Linked DNA regions of Mus musculus: region 1 is linked to region 2. Evidence: chromatin contacts called from public Hi-C data. All regions are on one chromosome and are shown on one strand. The core of a region is the stretch at or near the end of the contact, and the rest is flanking DNA. Distances in the headings are between cores, read along the strand shown. Region 1 holds the start of Lrrc28 (leucine rich repeat containing 28). Region 2 holds the start of Mcee (methylmalonyl CoA epimerase).

What was found. A called contact is a pair of places that touch in the nucleus more often than the background predicts.
Region 1: a contact with region 2 is called in a Hi-C map of B cells, with 5 read pairs. The contact joins the promoter of Lrrc28 here to the promoter of Mcee in region 2. A contact is called at or near these places in 1 of 39 promoter capture datasets (pre-B cells) and 2 of 484 Hi-C or Micro-C datasets (B cells and CD4 T cells).

What each region holds. Positions count from the first base shown.
Region 1 is chr7:67,641,819-67,647,277 of GRCm38.p6, reverse strand. It overlaps Lrrc28 (leucine rich repeat containing 28), which reads left to right and starts at 2,042. Exons shown (of 10, transcript NM_175124.5): 1 at 2,042-2,100. It also overlaps a transcript of Ttc23 not described here.
Region 2 is chr7:64,390,896-64,395,645 of GRCm38.p6, reverse strand. It overlaps Mcee (methylmalonyl CoA epimerase), which reads right to left and starts at 3,024. Exons shown (of 3, transcript NM_028626.2): 1 at 2,803-3,024. The coding sequence starts at 2,848. Mphosph10 (M-phase phosphoprotein 10 (U3 small nucleolar ribonucleoprotein)) reads left to right here and starts at 3,410. Exons shown (of 11, transcript NM_026483.2): 1 at 3,410-3,540. The coding sequence starts at 3,452.

The DNA of each region.
Region 1 (5,459 bases), core at 793-3,292, 3.3 Mb before region 2:
AGTTAAAAGTTGCCAGAGATTGTAAAATAAATAAATAAATAAATAAATAAATAAATAAATATTTTAAAAAATCCATTTAGAGTCTTATTTTTTAAATATGTAAATTGATCTTCCGCAAAACAACTAAATTTCTAACAGTGGTCATACTATCAATATAGGAATTTTAACATCAATTTGGAGAGGGAGTAAAAGCTATTTTAACATGATTCACTTTTCATGAGCAAAATTTGGACCTCAATGTGCAAAATTAAGACAAAAACTAAGAAGCTGACTCCAGAAATGTTTTCTATTATTCCTTTTCTTGTGAACTCCAATTATTAGTATTATATATACATGTATATTGAAATCATAATTACATCGCTTCCCTTTTCTTCCCTTCTGACCAAGCCTCCCATGTAGCCCTCCTTTGCTCTCTTTCATATTCATGGCCTCTTTTTTCTTTAATTGTTGTTGTTAGTTGAGAGAGAGAGAGTTTTCAGGGCTGGCCATTTGGTATTGGTTAATCAGTTGATGTGCTTTTCCTGGGGGAATACTATTTCTCCTGAGCTCAGCATTCTTTAGTTACCTGTAGTGTCATATTATTTTTACTTACAGATAATTAGATAGATGGCTGGATAGTTAAAATAAGGATGCCTAACAAGAAGCCCCTATGCAAATTAACAAACATCCTTTTGTTTTTGTTTTGTCGAGCCAGGACTGATCAAAAGCTCATCAATTTTTTTTAAAGGACAAAGAATAAGGTTTTCTGTTTGTTTTTAAAAAGATGTATTTATTTTATGTATGTGCATACACTGTCTCTCTCTTCAGACAACCCAGAAGAAGGCATCCGAGTCCATCAGATTAATTAGATGGTTGCGAGACACCATGTGGTTGCTGGAAATTGAACTGAGGACCTCTGAAAGAGGAGTCAGTGCTCTTAACCCCTGGGCCATCTCTCCAACCCCCAAAGGGTAAGTCCTAATGGGGGGCGGGGGATGGATTTGAGACACCTCATGTACATAATGGGTTTCGTCAAACAATAGAGTTAAGTCTTAGAGGAAATTTTAAAGATCGAAAGTTGTTGCATCTCTGTGCACTGCATTTAAAAAAATGTTCACTTTTCTTCCCTGGTACTGGGGCTTGACCTGAGTGCCTCTACTGAGCTACGCACCTGCACCCTTTCTTTTTGAAATACTTGTGATTGGTTTCACCTACAGCCTCAGCCTTAGAGTAGCAGAGGCTTGCTGCATCAGAACAATCGGGTTTTTAGTCTTAAGGTATTCATCGACCGTCTACTTAGCCATACAGGAACTGCCAGGTTATTTCACCAAATTGTGATTGTCCTCAGTTATTTCTCACACTAGGGCCTGTTTCTTTTTAAATTTTTATTTACGAGGCAGTGCCTTCACGTAGCTGAGGCTGGCCTTTACTCCTGTCTCCACTTTCAGATCACTGGGATTCAGGCGTGCAGCACCATGCCTGCGCCACGCTTGTCTAAAGGTAGACACCACCTTCGGCAGCGATCAGTGAGCGTTCGGAGACATTAAATCCGGTGCTTAAGTTCTGCTTGTTGACTCCATTGACTTGCGTTACCTAAGCCCGACGGCTTCTGTTTAAGTCAGACTGGCGGTGGAACAGTAGCCGGAATGGCTGATCGAACAGATGCAAGGCTACACAGGGCGATGCCAGGGATTTAATCGCTCGACGTCGAGTTTGACTGTTGGCAGCGGAATGAATGTGTGACTAAAAGAACTGACTGGAGACGCTGAGGCTGGCGCCATCTAAACAACCCACCTAAACGCTAACGCAGTACACCCACTTTCTGAACACCCAGCTCCAAGCCGGAGCCGGAAGCCAGGACGCTAGAGGAAGTCGCGCTCTCAGCCAATAAGCGTCTGGTTCTGAAAATGACTCTCTCATCCCGCCTATTGTAGGACAGCGAGAACTGAGGCGAACTATCGCGAGGTTTCGTTGCCCTGGCCCCCTTCTTCCCCGAACCCTACTCCAGTTAGCCAGGCCCGCCTCTCCGCAGGCTCCGCCCCGTAGCCCCGCCCTCCCTGTGTTTTTAGACTGCCTACCAGCGCAGCCTGAGCCGCTGAGTGCCGGTCAGCGGGCGCCGAGGTGAGTGTCCGGTCTCCAGGCTCACAGGTCGAAGCCGCTGGCTCGACTCCCCGTGGGGACGCTTCATCCCCGTCGCCACAGAAGCGCCTGGGCCTCTGGGAGAGGAACAGTGGGTTGTCCGGCCTTGGATCCCCACCGCTGCCGTGTCCTCCATGGCCCCTGGTACCAGAGTATCCCGGTATCATCATCTGAGTCCCTGCCCCTGGGCTCCCTGCTTCCGAATTCTTACGACCTTTAGACTCGAACTAACTCGGGCAAAACCAAGACGTCTGGTAGTTTTTCTCCTGGAGAAAACAGCCTTTTACAGATGTTTGTAGTATGCAGTTTGTCTCTGATCTCCAGTGTTAGAGAGCCGGCTTGTGTATTCCGTCAAATTAAGTACTGGGAAGTCAGTTATGGGCTACTCTTTAAAATACCTGTACTTAAAATGGGGATATACTTGAGAGATTATTGTGTTTCTCCTGAGAAGACTGGTGTTGGACTTTCAGAAAACTGAAGGAGCAAATGTATCTAGTCAATACCCGTTACATTATTTACAGTAACCGTGGGCAGGGGGTGACGTTTTGAAAGGGCCAGGAGAACTTAAAAAGGCTGTATTGCCAGTGAGTGCATATTGGGAAGCCAAGAGTACGTTCATCTTTGGAAGCTTTTGGATTTCATTTGCATACACGTAATTTCCGAGTTTGTACGAAGATGCATTTCAGCAGAGCCTAATGATGCTTTTGAAGTAACCGGTGCCAGGTGGAACATTCAGAGAGAGCCATCTGGCTACAGGGAGTGAAGATTTTGAATATGGTTTTTTAGTTTGCAAAAGGGAAACTTTCTTGTGTGTAATCTTTGGCTGTTTTATAAGAATGACACAATGGCTACATTTTATAATTGTAAAAGGCTGCGTTATAGGAAAGGTGGTGCCCAGACTTTGGAGTTAGGACCACCTGCATTTCGGTTGTAGCAAAGTACCTCATCTGTAAAGTGGATTAATGTCTGCTGTGCTGCTTGGCTGTGAAGAATAAGATATTTATGACAGCGAGTTTAAATTGTCTGTGAGTGATCTCAATGGGTAGATTAAAAAAAATCAACCTTGGAACAGTTACTCTGATTTCATCCACTTATTAGCTGTTTGAAAGCTAAAAGTATTTTAGAAACTGTATTATGCAGGCATGCAGAAATGAAGAAACTAACATTCCTCTGGATTTAGGGTTTTACAGACTCTCATCTAAATTGTCCGTAAACAGGTGTGCATATCTATCTAGATCTATAGACATATAATATAAAACAAATAGTAAAAACTGAACAACTGGCTTGCTCTGAGAGAGAGCCAAGGAAATAAATAGTTTGGGATAGGGAGGTGAGTTTAATGTTGAAACCTGCAAGACGAGAGAGGCATTTCCAGCCTAAGAGGAGAGCAGCAACTTCTTGGAGAAGTTTGGTAGCTCCCGGGATTAAGAGAGGTCAGGAACTTGGTGAATGCCACAGAGGAAGCTGGACAGGCAGGTTGGGCCCGATGGTCAAGGAAGCTTTGTAAGGCTTTGCTTTTCTCAATAAGGAGTTGCTAAAGGATTTGTTTAGTAAGACGTACCTGAGAGGAAGAGGTGCAATTATGAGTGTGTTTTCAGAGGCCCATTGCTGTGATTGATACGTAGGGAGTGATGCAAGTGGACATGTGGAGGCCAGGGGCACAGCTAGCCAAGGCAGGAGATGGCGGTGGCTTATGGGTTGGGCAGCTGGAGAGAGATGGCTGGAACTGAGATGTATTTGGAAAGAGAGACCCTGGCCTTGATTGAAGAAACTGTGATGGACAGGAGGTTATCCTTTTCTGACTCCCAGCTGCGCTGCTGTGTGGCTAGAAGGGTGCTTCCCCCACATTTGCTGAGACAGGAAAACCTGGTGATGAGCTCTGACAGCTGTTGGGAAGGTATGACATTGGCCATGCCGTAAGACATCAAAGAACCACTCCCGCTTACTCAGTGCATAGTTGTATGACATTGGGGATGCTGTAAGACATCTAAACCACTCCCCGTACTCAGTGCATTAATTACCCTTCTGGAGTAATTGTTCTGGCTTTGTCTCCATACAAAAGCATTGATGGGACCAGTATAGCCAGTGCTATAGTTCCCTTCACTTTATATAAAGACCCCTGGTAGCCGGGCGTGGTGGCGCACACCTTTAATCCCAGCACTCAGGAGGCAGAGGCAGGCGGATTTCTGAGTTCGAGGCCAGCCTGGTCTACAAAGTGAGTTCCAGGACAGCCAGGGCTATACAGAGAAACCCTGTCTCGAAAAACCAAAATAAAATAAAGTAAAGATGCCTGGCAATAAAGTGAGGAAGGAAGTAGCTGGAACAAGTATGGGGAAGTATTAGATTCTTAGGTTGATCTGGGGCTGTTAACTGAACACTCCATAGAATACTCTTAAGTAAAATGGCAGCTGCTGACATCTGAGCTAAGAAATGACTTTGAAAATGATAAAAATTAACCCCAAAGTTATAAAATCCTGTTCATTGAAAGCCTTCATATGACTGTTCATTGAGAATTATTGTCTTGAAATGAATAAAATAATTGAAATTGCTCTTTACTTTTTCTCAATAAAAAACTAGAAGGGATGTCTAGAAAAAAGATTGACTTTTTGAGCAATTTTGTTGTTGTGTACTTTCATGTCCTTAATGTTTTCTGAAACCTTGTGCTTCATGGTTAAGAACCCACACGAGGCCTGGGTCAGATCTTTGTTTTGAATTCCTTAGGAACCATTCCACCTTTGACAAGTTCTGGAAGCCCTGAATCTGTTTCCTCACGTGTTACTAAAGAAGTTTGTCTGTCCTCATGTGTTAACAGTGAAGCTTGTCCATCTATGCCTAGGAAGATGTCAGATGTAGCTTCGTTGTCAATTTAACCAACATATTAACTGCTATGTTACATGAGTTACCTGAGGCCCAAAGATTTATAATGGAATCATAGAGGGTTCCTGTTCCCAGTGCAGTATTTTGGACTGGTGACTTTTGACCACTTTCTTTGCTATTTCTGATTATCTGCAAAGCTGTAAAGAAAAGACTAAAAAAGATAAAAGAAATGAAAATGTGGAATATTTGACAATATTTAGATAGTAGGAAGTTAGGGAATTGAGCTGCTAGTGACATAAGTGGAAAAATATATGTTTGAATGTTCGAGGTAAGTAAAATACAAAATGAAGCAGCTCAAGATGAAAATGGGGCCTGCTGTATTTTTTAACACCTCTTTCTTTGGTCATGCTGTGCAATTTGTCTCTGGGCTCTGGGGATGCGGAGCAGATGTTAGAGAGCTTTCTGAGCATGCTCTGAGCCTTGGGTTTGATCTCAGTGCTGCAGAAACAAAGAGGTGTGACTTA
Region 2 (4,750 bases), core at 1,775-4,274:
TAGTGTCTCCTTCTCTGCTCCCCACTCGCTGATAAGGATGTAAGTTCCAAGCTACTGCTCCAGCACTATACCTGCCTCCCTGCCTGCTGCCATTGCTTCCTTATCGTAATGGTCATGGACTCACTCTCTGGAACTCAAGGCCCCAATAAATTCTTTCTCCAATGTTGCCTTGGTTGTGGTGTCTTCATAGCAATAGAAATATAACTGAGACGGAGAGAGACTGTTTAATACACGTGGGCTTCTGTTTGGGTTATGAAAACATTTACAACATGACCACGGTGGCACATGTACAACATGATGAATCTAATAAATGCTGCACATTTTTAATAGTTCTGTGAGCTTTATCTAAAGGAGAAAGAGTTATGATTCTGCAGTAAGAGGCTGTGGATAAAATCTTGTAGGCCAAGCAACTGGAAATAAAAGGTTTAAAATAATATAACTCCTCCCTCAATTTTATTGAGGTATGATTGACGAGCATAAATCATATCCACTGAGAAAATTTACAATGTGGTGTTCTGATATAAGTATATATTATGAATTACCACATTAAGCCAAGTGTGTGTGTTCACAAAGGCCAGAAGATGAAATTAAGTATCCTCTACATTATCCTTATATGTTTGTTTCTGAGACAAGTCTCTAAATGAATCCCATGGTGACTGGCTAGACTGGCTGGTAAGTGAGCTCTGGAGATCTGCCTGTGCTCCTTCCCCAGGGCCACAACTCGGTCTGATGTGTGCAATCATGGCTAACTTCTTTTACACGTGTGCTGGGGAACAGCACTCAGGTCATCACACTTTGGGTCATCGCACCTGTAGGCGCTTTACTGGCTGGGCCATCCCCCAGCCTCGAGCTAACTTTTCAAAGATATTTGTATTCCGACTCTTGGGAAGTCACAAACGTAAAATGTAGTTTGGGACTAGGTTGGGAAAGCACAAGCTCTGAGGTGGGAGGGTAGCATGGCCTTGCCTTTTAGTTTGCACTGCCATAAAATAGGCACACTGAATACCTGAGCTATTTAATCTTTGTTGGGACTCTGTAGGTTGATATTATGGCCTCCATTTTTAGAAATCTGGAATTAGGCCTATCAAGATTAGGTTCTTTGCAACATCACTTTAAATGGCAAAGGCTTGAGTCCAGATTTGTCAGACATCAGAGTTGATGTCGAGAAACTAATGTGTTCTACTCACTCCTTTTCCTTCCATGCTGGGAATCAAACCTATGCCCTTATATAACTTGACAAGTACTTCTCATGAAATTATACCCAGAGTCCTTTGCAAACCCCTTTTTCCCTCAATTGAAAAATACAATCATATTTTAGTTTGATGCAGTTTCATGAATCTTGGGTTGCCCTCAAGCTCGGTGTTTACCGGAGGATGGAGCCATGCATATTTCCCAAGTGCTGAGATTACAGGTATGCACCGCCACACTGGTTTATGTGGGAACGAAGGCTGAACCCAGGCTTTGTGCACTAGGAAAGCACTGCAGCATCTCAGCTACAGTCTCAGCCCAGATTCTCAGTCTTTAGTATCATTAGTATGTCTGACGAGTAATGCCTAATTTCTGAGAGAGAGCTTGCTAAGAGAGGAGTGATTCTGCTTTAGTAGATATTTACAAAAAAACAAACAAACAAACAAACAAAAAACCCAACGTATGATGAGTGAGCTAAGAAGGTGGCTTATATTTGACCCGGCATATATACAACAGGGAGTATTAGCAAAACTCCAGCATTAACTGTTAATCAGAAAATCATTTTCACTTTTGTGCTCTGGCTTTTGCTACAATATACATACACACAGTACTAAGGTGTTTTTGTTTTTGTTTTTGGACAGGGTTTCTCTGTATAGCCCTGGCTGTCCTGGAACTCACTTTGTAGACCAGGCTGGCCTCGAACTCAGAAATCCACCTACCACTGCCTCTGTGATTAAAGGTGTGCGCCACCATGCCCAGCTTTATTTATTTATTTTTTTTGCGCGGGGGTGGGGGGGTGGGGGGGTGGGGTGTTTGTGGCCCATGACTTTGCCTTGGAGACTTGTTTGTTAATGCAGACGAGGAATTTTGTGATTGACTGGAAAGGCTAGAGGGTTCCACAAAAACCAAATTCAACCTAAGAGCAGACTTGGAAAGATGACTAGTTTCCACAGGTGAGCAGACAGAACTCTCCAGGCCTTCCAGTTCATTCGCCTAACACCCTTTAAGCATGCTAGCTAATGGATTTGTCACAATTGTAGCAGAGTAACTCTGGAACCATACTGCCGTATATTTTCTTCCAGGTAGACAATCTCAGACTGAGGGTAGTAACTGCCATCATGAAGAAAGAAGAAAATGGAAGAGAAAGTGAGACAGGCGGGAAAGTTGGGCATCTGTCACCAAGATTCTGCTTATCGATAAAAGAGATGGAGGTCGAAAGAATTCAAGGAACTTACAAATCCTTCCGCTTGTTCCTTTCCTGCTCATGTCAGATGAAAACATTTAGTGTGGTACGTGTGTAAAACAGGCTTGGAGTCACTTTCAGGACTCGCCACTTTGCTCTTTTCTCCTATCTCTTAGAGCACACATATAATAAATAACTCAAGTCCCCTCTAGATTTACTGCAAGTCCTGACTTGCTGTGTTCCTAGGCAGATTACCTGTTTGGTCCACGTTTGCCAAGGGCAACCCCTGTGCACAGAGGACAATAAGGAACTCCCGTGCTAAGAGAGTGCAGCTCCGGGAGCCCAACACTTCAGACCCAGGCCTTGGCCACCCGCGGCCTCCCGTCCAGCGTGCCCCGCACCCGGAGCCCCTGATGGTGCCCCGTATTCACCTGTAGCGCCCGCAGCCAACGCGGCGGCCTTCACTACACGCCTCATGTCCAGAAGCTACAGGCTTGCACAGCGACCTAGGGCAGAGACAACTGGGAGAGTGGGCAGGGGGCGGGGACTGAGGCCCGGGGCGTGTCAAAGCTGAAGTGGGCGTGGAAACGGGGCAGGGACGGGGCGCGAGTCCGGGGTGCCCAATACCCTTCAGGGAGCTAGACCGCTGAAGAGAGCTGGGCGAGCAAGGGGCGGGGCGTGAGACCTGGGGCGGGGTCACGAGACGCGGAGCTTGACTGACGGCGGGACGAGCGGGGGAGTGGCGGGTGCGGCGTGAAGCGACCTTCTTTTTCGTTACATTAAAATACTTATTGTATCGAATGCAAAAGCAGAAAGCAATCACGCGACACCACTGTGGTCTTAGAAATACAAAACATTTGGAGAAAGTGCCAAGGCGCTTGAGATGACCAATGGCTCTTTTCGGTGGTCTGCCCCACCCCTACGCATGCCCAATAGAAGTGTTTGCGGCTATAGGCCGGAACCTGTGTGTGGCGGAACTTTAGGCTCTGAGCTTCAGGTTGCATAAGGCGTGTGTTTGGCGTACTGCTTCCGGCCGGCCGGCCGGCTCGCAGCACTCGCGTGGTGCCGTAGTGTGTAGCTATGGCGCCTCGCGTGTTTCGTCGACAGACTCTGGAACGGTGTCTGAGGGAAATCAGGAAAGCCACCAACCGACCGGAGTGTTTCCTCACGTAAGTACAGATCCAGGTCTGGGAGAGAGCAGCGCGCATCTCACCGGTGCTGGGCGGGCCAGCATATGGCAACTTCTGAAAGCCAGGAAGGGAAAGTACAGGTCGCTTAGCCCCAACTTCAGACAGTTTTTGCTCCGTTGGCCTGTCAAAATGCTAAAAGTAAAAGCGGCTCGGTGCAGATTTCCTAGTTGTGGGCTATTGCACTAAGCCCAGTTATTCGCGTCCAGAGAGGCTCATTGAGGGCGGAATATGCTTTCTGAATTTGTCCCCAAAATACACACTGAAAGTACGTACTTGTTGCTTGTCAATGCATTTTCATGACTTGTGGTGGAGACCCACAGCCAGACAGTAGACGAAGCTCGGAGAAGCCCGCAGAAGAGGGAGGAGGGGTGACTGTAGGAGCCATAGGGGTCCCAGGACACCACAAGAACATGGCCCACAGAATCCACTAACCAGGGCTCAGGGAGGGGCCCACAGAGACTTTACTGGCTATCAAGGAGCCTGCGCTGGTTAGCGCTGGGTCCTCTGCATATATATTGTGATTGTTAAGCTTGGGATTTTTGTGGAACTTGTAGCAGTGGCAGTAGGCTCTTGGAGCTCTTGTACCCCTGCCGGATTGCCTTGAAATGAGGGGTTGTGTTTGGTTGATATCTCTGGAAGCCTACTTTTTCTGAAGAGAAACGGAGGAGTACTGTGGATCTGGAGGAGGTGAGGAGGGAGAAGAGGCTGCAATTGGGATGCTTTGTAGGAAAGAAAAATAAATTTAAAAAAAATAGGAGAGACTTCTTTCTTCCCAGCACTTTGATTAAGTTCTGTAAAATTATGACTCTGACTTATTATTTTTTAAATATTTTTTATTATTACGTATTTTCCTCAGTTACATTTAGAATGCTATCCCAAAAGTCCCCCATACCCTCCCCACTACTTCCCTACCCACCCATTCCCCATTTTTTGGCCCTGGCATTCCCCTGTACTGGGGCATATAAAGTTTGCGTATGACTCTGACTTATAATGAAAATCTTAGCAACAGTATCACAGACTCATTGTGTCCAAAATAGAGCTCCTTACCCCCTCCTGTACTCTTCTCTCCCCTGAAGTCATTTCCCTGTTTCCATTACGTTTACGGCCCCACGAAAAGGCAGTTCTATCATTTCATTTATTTAGATTCAGCTAGTCTGCTTCCTTGATGCTTTCATTTTTCTCTGTCCTA